Linked DNA regions of Macaca mulatta: region 2 is linked to region 1. The links are chromatin contacts, called in public Hi-C maps. All regions are on one chromosome and are shown on one strand. The core of a region is the stretch at or near the end of the contact, and the rest is flanking DNA. Distances in the headings are between cores, read along the strand shown. Region 1 holds the start of DLX1 (distal-less homeobox 1). Region 2 holds the start of SP9 (Sp9 transcription factor).

The links. A called contact is a pair of places that touch in the nucleus more often than the background predicts.
Region 2: a contact with region 1 is called in a Hi-C map of fetal cortex germinal zone, with 9 times the contacts expected there. The contact joins the promoter of SP9 here to the promoter of DLX1 in region 1. A contact is called at or near these places in 3 of 14 Hi-C or Micro-C datasets (fetal cortex germinal zone, fetal cortical plate and liver).

What each region holds. Positions count from the first base shown.
Region 1 is chr12:77,018,026-77,021,931 of T2T-MMU8v2.0, reverse strand. It overlaps DLX1 (distal-less homeobox 1), which reads right to left and starts at 2,176. Exons shown (of 3, transcript NM_001260619.1): 1 at 1,665-2,176; 2 at 806-1,005. The coding sequence starts at 1,977.
Region 2 is chr12:79,235,265-79,238,867 of T2T-MMU8v2.0, reverse strand. SP9 (Sp9 transcription factor) reads right to left here and starts at 1,816. Exons shown (of 2, transcript XM_015110389.3): 1 at 1,657-1,816; 2 at 1-653. The coding sequence starts at 1,677.

The DNA of each region.
Region 1 (3,906 bases), core at 927-3,426:
CAACACCGAGCCCGCAATTCCAATATCAACATCAATAAAAGAATCGAAAACCTAGGAAGGAGTGGAGGAAATTTATTTGCAATGCGACCCAACTTTTCTATGCGACATCCTTTCTGCCCTTGAGTTGGGACGGACTAAGGAGGCCTCAAGGTTTTGGGGAACTTTTCTTTGGATTCAAAACCTTCCTTGCCCTACGGTCTGTTTGCTTTCTCCAGCTCTGCTCCAAATCCCGGACCGGACGTTGGAAGCCCGCGCCCGCCGCCGTCAGAACGCTCACGGGCTCCCCGGAGTCTTAGAGAAAGCCGGGAAGGTCGGTCCCGTTTCTCCTCTAAGATCTGGGACTTGAGAGGTGAGAGGGCGGAGGAAAGGTTCTCCCCCCACCCCCAACCTGTGAGAAGGAGGAGGAGGAGGGAGGCCGAGGCGCAGACCCAGGCCCCGAGTGATTAGTCACACAATTTAAAGGCAAGGGAGGGATTAAGCCCCGAGTCTATTGTTCCAGTTGTTTAGGCACGTGTGACCTCAGAGTTCCCAAACAAAACGTCTAGGGAATTCCTTCCTGCGCCCTAATCAGATTGTCCGGGGACAGAGGGCCGGGCTGCGGGCAGCTCGGGATACCGAGAGCAGCGACAGAGCTAGGGCGGAGGATGAGGGAGGAAGGAGACACGCTGAGAGCCAGGGGTGAACACAAACACACACACACAGTGACACCCCGACCGTGAGGCACAGCGAGCAAGAAATGAAGACCCGGGCGCAGGCAGGCCGCGGAAAGCCTGCGTGGCGGAACGGAGCGGCAGCGGCGAGGTACCTGAGTCTGTGTGAGTCCCAAAGAGGCCGCGAGCTCCGCCCTCTCCGGCAGAGCTAGGTACTGAGTTTGCTGGAACCTCCGGTTCAAAGCCTGCAACTGCAAGCTGGAATAAATCGTCCTGGGTTTACGGATCTTTTTTCCCTTGCCATTGAAGCGCACTTCACCGCCTTCCACCACCGTGCTCTTCTCCGAGTCCGCCCCTGGAGGGACAGCAGAAGCAGGGCCCGTTGTTAATACGAGGGGCCGCCTTTAGTGCGAACAGCCGAGAGCGAGTGGCTACCGAAGGGTGGCGGAGGCAGGACCAGGGAGAGAACGTTCAAGAAACTCTGAAAGCCAGGGAAGGGTCCCCCAAAATCCGAGGGCCTGTCCCGGGCCACTGCAGGCGGGATAGAGCCGTTCCCAGAAGCGCAGCCCCTGCCTTTGCAGGGAAAGTTTGCTATTTTTGCAGGCGGTAGTTGAGGTTTAATTACCCTTAATTGCATACATTGTTTATAGCACTACGCAATAAATAATTACCGAGACTAATACGTGCACATGTGGGTTTCTGTTTTCCAGCGGGGCATTGTGTGCTCTGCACACCGAGCCGCCCAGAGGCCCAGCCAGTGCCAGGAGACGCTCTGGGATTTATCCTTTGCTGGATAGTTGCAAATTGAGTGAATTTTAAAAAAAATTTATTTGCTGTGACAAGGATCTATAGATTGATATTCGAAACCTCCACTGCTCCCGTGCCCTCCCCACCCCCACCCCACCTCGCTCTCCTCTCTTCTCTTTCTCTCTCCCTCTCCTCTTCTCCCCCGCTCCTTCTTTCCCTCTCTCCCTTGTACCTCCTCCTCTCCCTCTCCCTGGCAAGCGCACGTACCTGGGTCCTCCAGGCGGCTCTGGGCGAGGCTGGCGCTGCCCGGGTAGGACTGCACCGAACTGATGTAGGGGCTGGAAGCGTGGCTGCTGACCGAGTTGACGTAGGGGTAGCCCAGCGGTCGGGAGAAGGACGAGGCTGAGCTGTAGGCGCCGTCGGGCTGCGAATGGCCCGCCGAGTGTAAACAGTGCATGGAGTAGTGCCCGTGGGACATGGGAGAAGGAGACATTTGCTGGTTGGGCGGCCCAAACTCCATAAACACCGCCTTGCCCGACACGGGGCTGTTGAGACTTTCTGGCATGGTGGTCATGGTCATCTCTTCTCGCGGGGTCTGGGTGTGGGACTTTCTCTCCTCTGCTTCCCTTTTGGGGGTCTCTATGTTTCTCAGGACAGGAAGGAACCCAATTTAAGCGGAACAGGGGTTTTCACTTTCCATTCATAAGAAAATGGAGTTTGTCTCTTTGAAAAGTCTAAGCATGATGCTGCTGAGCTCCCCAAACTCGGTTCAAAGCTTTGACTCAGCCAAGGTCATAAATATTCATGAGCTGGCGGAGCTGATTGGTCCGCTGTCTTGCATAATCACTGGGGATTGGTCCGAGGCGCTCGGGCTCCGCTGGACTAGAGCGGGCGAGGCGGCCCGGCCTCGGGAGAGTCGCATCCACACTTCCCGGCCGGGGCTGCTCTGCAACAGAGCGCGCCGGGCAGGAAGCACAATGGGCTCCGGCGTCTGCGCCGGGACCGCTGCGACCCGCGGCTCATCGGCCTCCCGCCTCCCTCGCGTGCCTTCCTCCCCAGGAACCAACCAGCGGCTCGGCGCCGCCGCCCCCCTGCCACTGTCCCCACCCTTCAGCGGTCCCTAACGCCAGACACCCTGGACCGCTTCTCGTCGCTGCCACTCAGTCCGGCGCAGAGCTAGGGCTGCTGGGGAGGAGCCTGACCTCTGCCTCTCCAGCGCGGAGTCGCGCACTGGGGGGCGCCCGAGGCGGCCAACAGACAGAGGTCCTCCCAAGAGCCTTGTGCCTAGCGCGGCGCCCATTCGGCCGCGCCTCCCCGGCCCGGGTACGCTCTGCCACATCCCTGGAGTCGGGGCTTAGGGGCCCTCCCTGCGAACTCACTCGCTCGGCCGCTGCGCCGCCGCCGCCGTCGCTCCCTGGGGCCCGCTCGCATTGCTTCAGGCCCAGCTGGCCACTCCAGCTCGAGGCTGCACGGTCTGATTAAAGCAGTGCGCGTGGAGAGCCAGGAACCCGCGCTTCTCCTCCCAGGAAAGGCGACTGCGCCGCCCCCTCCCCCAACACACACATCCTCTTTCCCTCCCAGCCTTCCTCCTCCTCCCCCTCCCTTCTCCACTCCCTTGCGCGGAGAGCCCCGGGCTCACTCGCCCCGAGAGCGCGGCTCAGCGTGGAGCCCAGGGGGCCTAGGGGCTCAGATCTGCTGAAGCCGCGGACGCCAGGTGATCATTTTCCGGCCTCCTGAGGTCTAGCGAGACTTCCAGAGTTTAGGAGTCCCTGGGGGACACCGAAACCCGCAGCAAACCCAGCCTGTAGTAGGCTCCCCTATCTGTGTGTATACCTCTCGCGTTGCCACCCAGTATCTTTCTCCAGTGGCCAAAGCGCGCGCCACCGGGCCTAGGGGGCAGGGCTAGTGGAGGCAAGAGCTGCCGCTGCTCCCTCTGTCTTCTGAGGTGCTAGGTACGAAAAACTGCACAAAAGCCCCCAACCCATCGCCACTACTACCAATACAGCCACCCCCTCGCGGTGTGGCGCACACCACCCTGGCTGTAAGTGGATGTTGGTTCCCCAACCCGCCAGTCCCACGGTGAATCCCAAATTACTTTGTTAGGTAATTAGAAAGTGTTGATAATTATTTCTTTCATAATTTAGCGGTGTGACGGGAACGGGAAAATGATCTTGTGAAAGTTCACACGTGCAGATGTATTAGTTACTGATTCATTTGATTAAATGGTAGTCTCAAGTGCTCAGATCCGCAGCTGAAGGCGCTCCATTAGCATAACACTGATGTTTAATTTTCATACGCATAATTAGCCATATATTTAACACTAATAGCAACATGCAGCCTTTCAGCGTTAAACAGCTCGGGATTTGATCTGGCCTGAGCTGAACCTTCATCGCTGCACCTTCCCCTGTCTGGAGTGTGCAATGATCACAGGACAAACCTCTGTAATCAAGCGCATTTTGGCAGAGGGAACACCAATAAAAATGAACATTCAAAACAAATTACATCGGTG
Region 2 (3,603 bases), core at 567-3,066, 2.2 Mb before region 1:
CTGAAGTCGGGGTTGTAGGTGCCCAGCTGCGAGTGCAGCGAGGCCTGGGGGGCGCCCGAGTGCAGCGAGCTCTGGAGCCCCCCAGCGGGGTTCTGCACTTCCAGCCACGACCCCGGGCTGCTGTGCACGTCCCACCACGACGACGCCGCGCCGTTGGTCACCTCGCCGGCCGCCAGCGTCGAATGGAAGCCCGACTTGTACCACGACTCGTACGGGTGCGCCATGCCCACGCGCGGGTACAGGCCGTCGGCCGCCGTCGTGTGCACCTTGGAAATGAAGGCCGACTGGCCACCCGCCTCCTGCGGGGACACTCCGGCCGCTGCCGCCGCGGCAGCCGCCGAGTTGGAGAAGAGGCCGCCGTAGTCGCTGCTGAAGGCGGACGACGTGGGCGACGTGGAGGCCAGGCAGAAGGCGCTGTTGGCGGCGCCCGAGCCGCCCGCCAGGCCGCCCGAGCCACGGCCCCCGGTGGCCACCGCGAAGCCCGAGAGGCTGGAGCCGAGGTTGCAGCTGGACGAGGAGCGCTTCCAGGGGTGAAAGCCGCCTTTGGCGAAGGCGCTCGACTCCGGCAGCGTCGTCAGCGGGCTCGTGTTGCCGATCTTGTTGCAGGTCGCCGCTAGCATGGCCAACGGGGTCGTTCCGAAGCGCGGCTCTTCCTAAAGTGGGTAGGATGGGGGAGGGAGCAAGGAGGAGGAGGGCAGGAGGAAGTGGGGAAGAAAGAAAGTGCACCCGTGAGCAGCCTTGTCCCCTGCGGCTGCTCCCGGGGGGGCCCTAGCTCCCCGCCTCGCGCCTCCTCCCCACGCGCCCGCGGAAGAGTCACCGCACCGGGCGCGGGACAGTGGCCATCACCGCGGCGAAGGTCCGGGGGCCGGAAAGTTGCTCTTCGCTGAGGCTGTAAATCAAAGATGCCTCCGTGTTCCCCGCCTCAGTCGCTGCAACCCTGACTACAACCGGACTTGGGTTGTCGCGGTAAACCGGCTCCTCTCCCAGAAGACCCCAAGTCGCCCTTCGGGGTGACGCGCGAAGGTAAACACAGAGACCAGAGACAACAAACACCGGGCGAGGGCGGAGGCGGCCGAAACAGCAGCCAGGGACGGGCGAAACTTGCAGCACTCCCAGGGTGGCTACGACTTGACTTTTCTTTTTTAATAGAAAACGTTTGGTTTTAAAGTTTACACACACACAAACACAGCGATTATGAAAACAACAATCCGAGGATAAGCGGCCAGAGACGTATTTTCAAAGTCACGGGCGAACTGGGGAGCCGCGGAAATGTAAATATTTATTAGCGTGACTAGATGGACTGCAAAACGATTAAGACTGTTTTCTGGAAACACCACTGTCGCATAATTGCAACAAAATCCCCAAAGCAAGGCGGGGGGTGGGGTATAAATCACGAGGGGAAGAAAAGAAACCTCTAGCTTTTCTTTGAAACCAAGTAAAAAAGGACTTCATTAAGAAGGCCTTTTCTTGCAAAGGCATCTGCTGGGTTCCAAAAACTTGGGGAAAAAATCAGTCCCAGAAATGTGGCAAGTGCTAATAGAAGCTGAAGCTGCAGTCCAGCAGCAACAGTTTCTCGGGAGCCGCAGACCCCAGAAGCCATAACGAAAAATTACTCCGGTTAAAACAAGCAAATGCGTTGCCGCGCTTGCGACTTACCCCGAGTATAGACGTGGCCATAGCAGGTCTCTGGCTGCGCAGCGAGGCTGGGAGCGGGGCTGAGCCTGGCGGCTGCTCGGAAAAACTGCTTGGGTCCCGCGCGGCTCCCGCGTCCCCGCGCTCGCGCCGAGCGGACTCCGGGCTCCCGCCGGCTAAACTCAGCCTAAGTGAGAGGAGCACCCGCTTTGAAGTGCCGCTGGCTGCGCCTCTCACCCAATGAGGGCGCAGGCAGAGCAGACGGGAGCTGCCCCGCAGCCAATCAGACGCGCCGAGGGGCCCGGGCCCGGGCTCCCGGCGCGTGCCAGTCAAGTCGGCTAGCTAGGGCGGCGGGGGTGGAGGGGAGTAGGGGGGGATACTTGGGTGGGGGGCGAGGGCGGGCTGGGGACTGAAGAAATTACAGTGCAATTAAAAATTTGCACACACTCACGCACCAAGCCAGGTTTAAGTACCAATGAAACCGGGCCACAAGCACCCCCCCCCACACACACACAAACCACCCCGAGATGTTGCAAGTTAGGGCTGACAGTCCTACTCGACTCCCCACTTGTAGGAAAGGAGGCAGGAGAGGAGGAGACACCCAGACACAGCCCGCACCAGCAGGGCCCAAGTGGAGACGGAAATGTCAGCCCTCACTTTGTGTGTCCAGGCTCTTGCCTACAGAACACAACTTCAGCTTATATCTATCATTCTTGCTTGGGATTTTTTTTAAAAAATCATTTTCGTGTGTCTTCTACCCAATTCCTTATTCCACTAGATTCAATGTTACTCTCACAGTTATACTGGGGAGGGGGACACGAAGGGACAGTTCCTCCGAGAGGAGCGAAATAGGCCTCTCTGTACAGATCTACATCCACAGATTTGTTGGGAGGGCCTGGAGCCTGCTGCATCCCGCCATTTCCCCCCAGCGGTGTAAGTGACTTCCTAATTGTCGCTCTGGCCTCTGACCCGGGGGGTAATACAAGTGCCACTCACGCTAGAGGCTTCTGGTGGTAATTGAGGGCACCCTTTGTACGGTTTCGCCAGCGCTAAGATACCAGGTTAACCCAGTTGTCAAATATGACTAAACAGTGGGATGTGCTGATTATCTGCCGGGTTTTGCTGGGGGCTGGCGTGGGGGTGGGAGGCATCAGCCCATACAACACGCTGCACGAAGCCGCTTATTTTCACACTGTAACAACTTTGGAAACAGAGACCGGCGCGAGCGGCGTCCGCCCCCACCTCCACCTCCGCTGAAGCTGCAGCTTGCTCGGCTGTTTGTTTAACCCGGTGAAGATTTGCATGTCGCGTTTCATCCTGGAGTGGAATTTTCTTGTCCCAGCTCCAGCCCACTCCCACTCCAGACTGCCAAGGCCTAGAGTTTCGTCTGTAAGGCAAGTGCGCCGTGTTAAGAGGTGGGGTCCCCCTTACTGCCCTGCTTTCACGGACGTGCCCGAGAAATCTCTCCAGGATTTTCACCCGGGAAGGCGGAGGACCAGGCCACACGTGGGCGCCCCCACATTTTGCAGGCTGGAAGCATCCTGAAGTCCTCCCTGGACCTTGTCAGTGTGAAAAGAGGTGTCCTCAAACAGACCAGGGTGCGTCTTCGAGTCCCCCAGCAACCGCTGAACTGCTTGTTTTTCTCTTTCTGGGCCCCGCTTTCTCTTTCTTCTCCAGGGTAACCAGAAGCTGTTTTTGAACCAGAAATACCAGCGCCCTCGGGCAGACCTGGGCGCTGGTTTTAACATAGCACACTCCCCACCAAACCCACACCCTGCTTCTTAGGAAAAAAAAATTAAACTACCAACCCCAAACCCTCGAGTGCAAACGATGAGTTGTCGCGGAGCGGGTGCAAATGACAAGGATGTGGAACTGTGCCACCCGTGTTTTCTCTCCTCTTTTGCAAGATCTCTTGACCTAAAAGTACGACCAGAGTGGCACTGCTCTCGGCCCTGTGATGGAGCCTGTGTG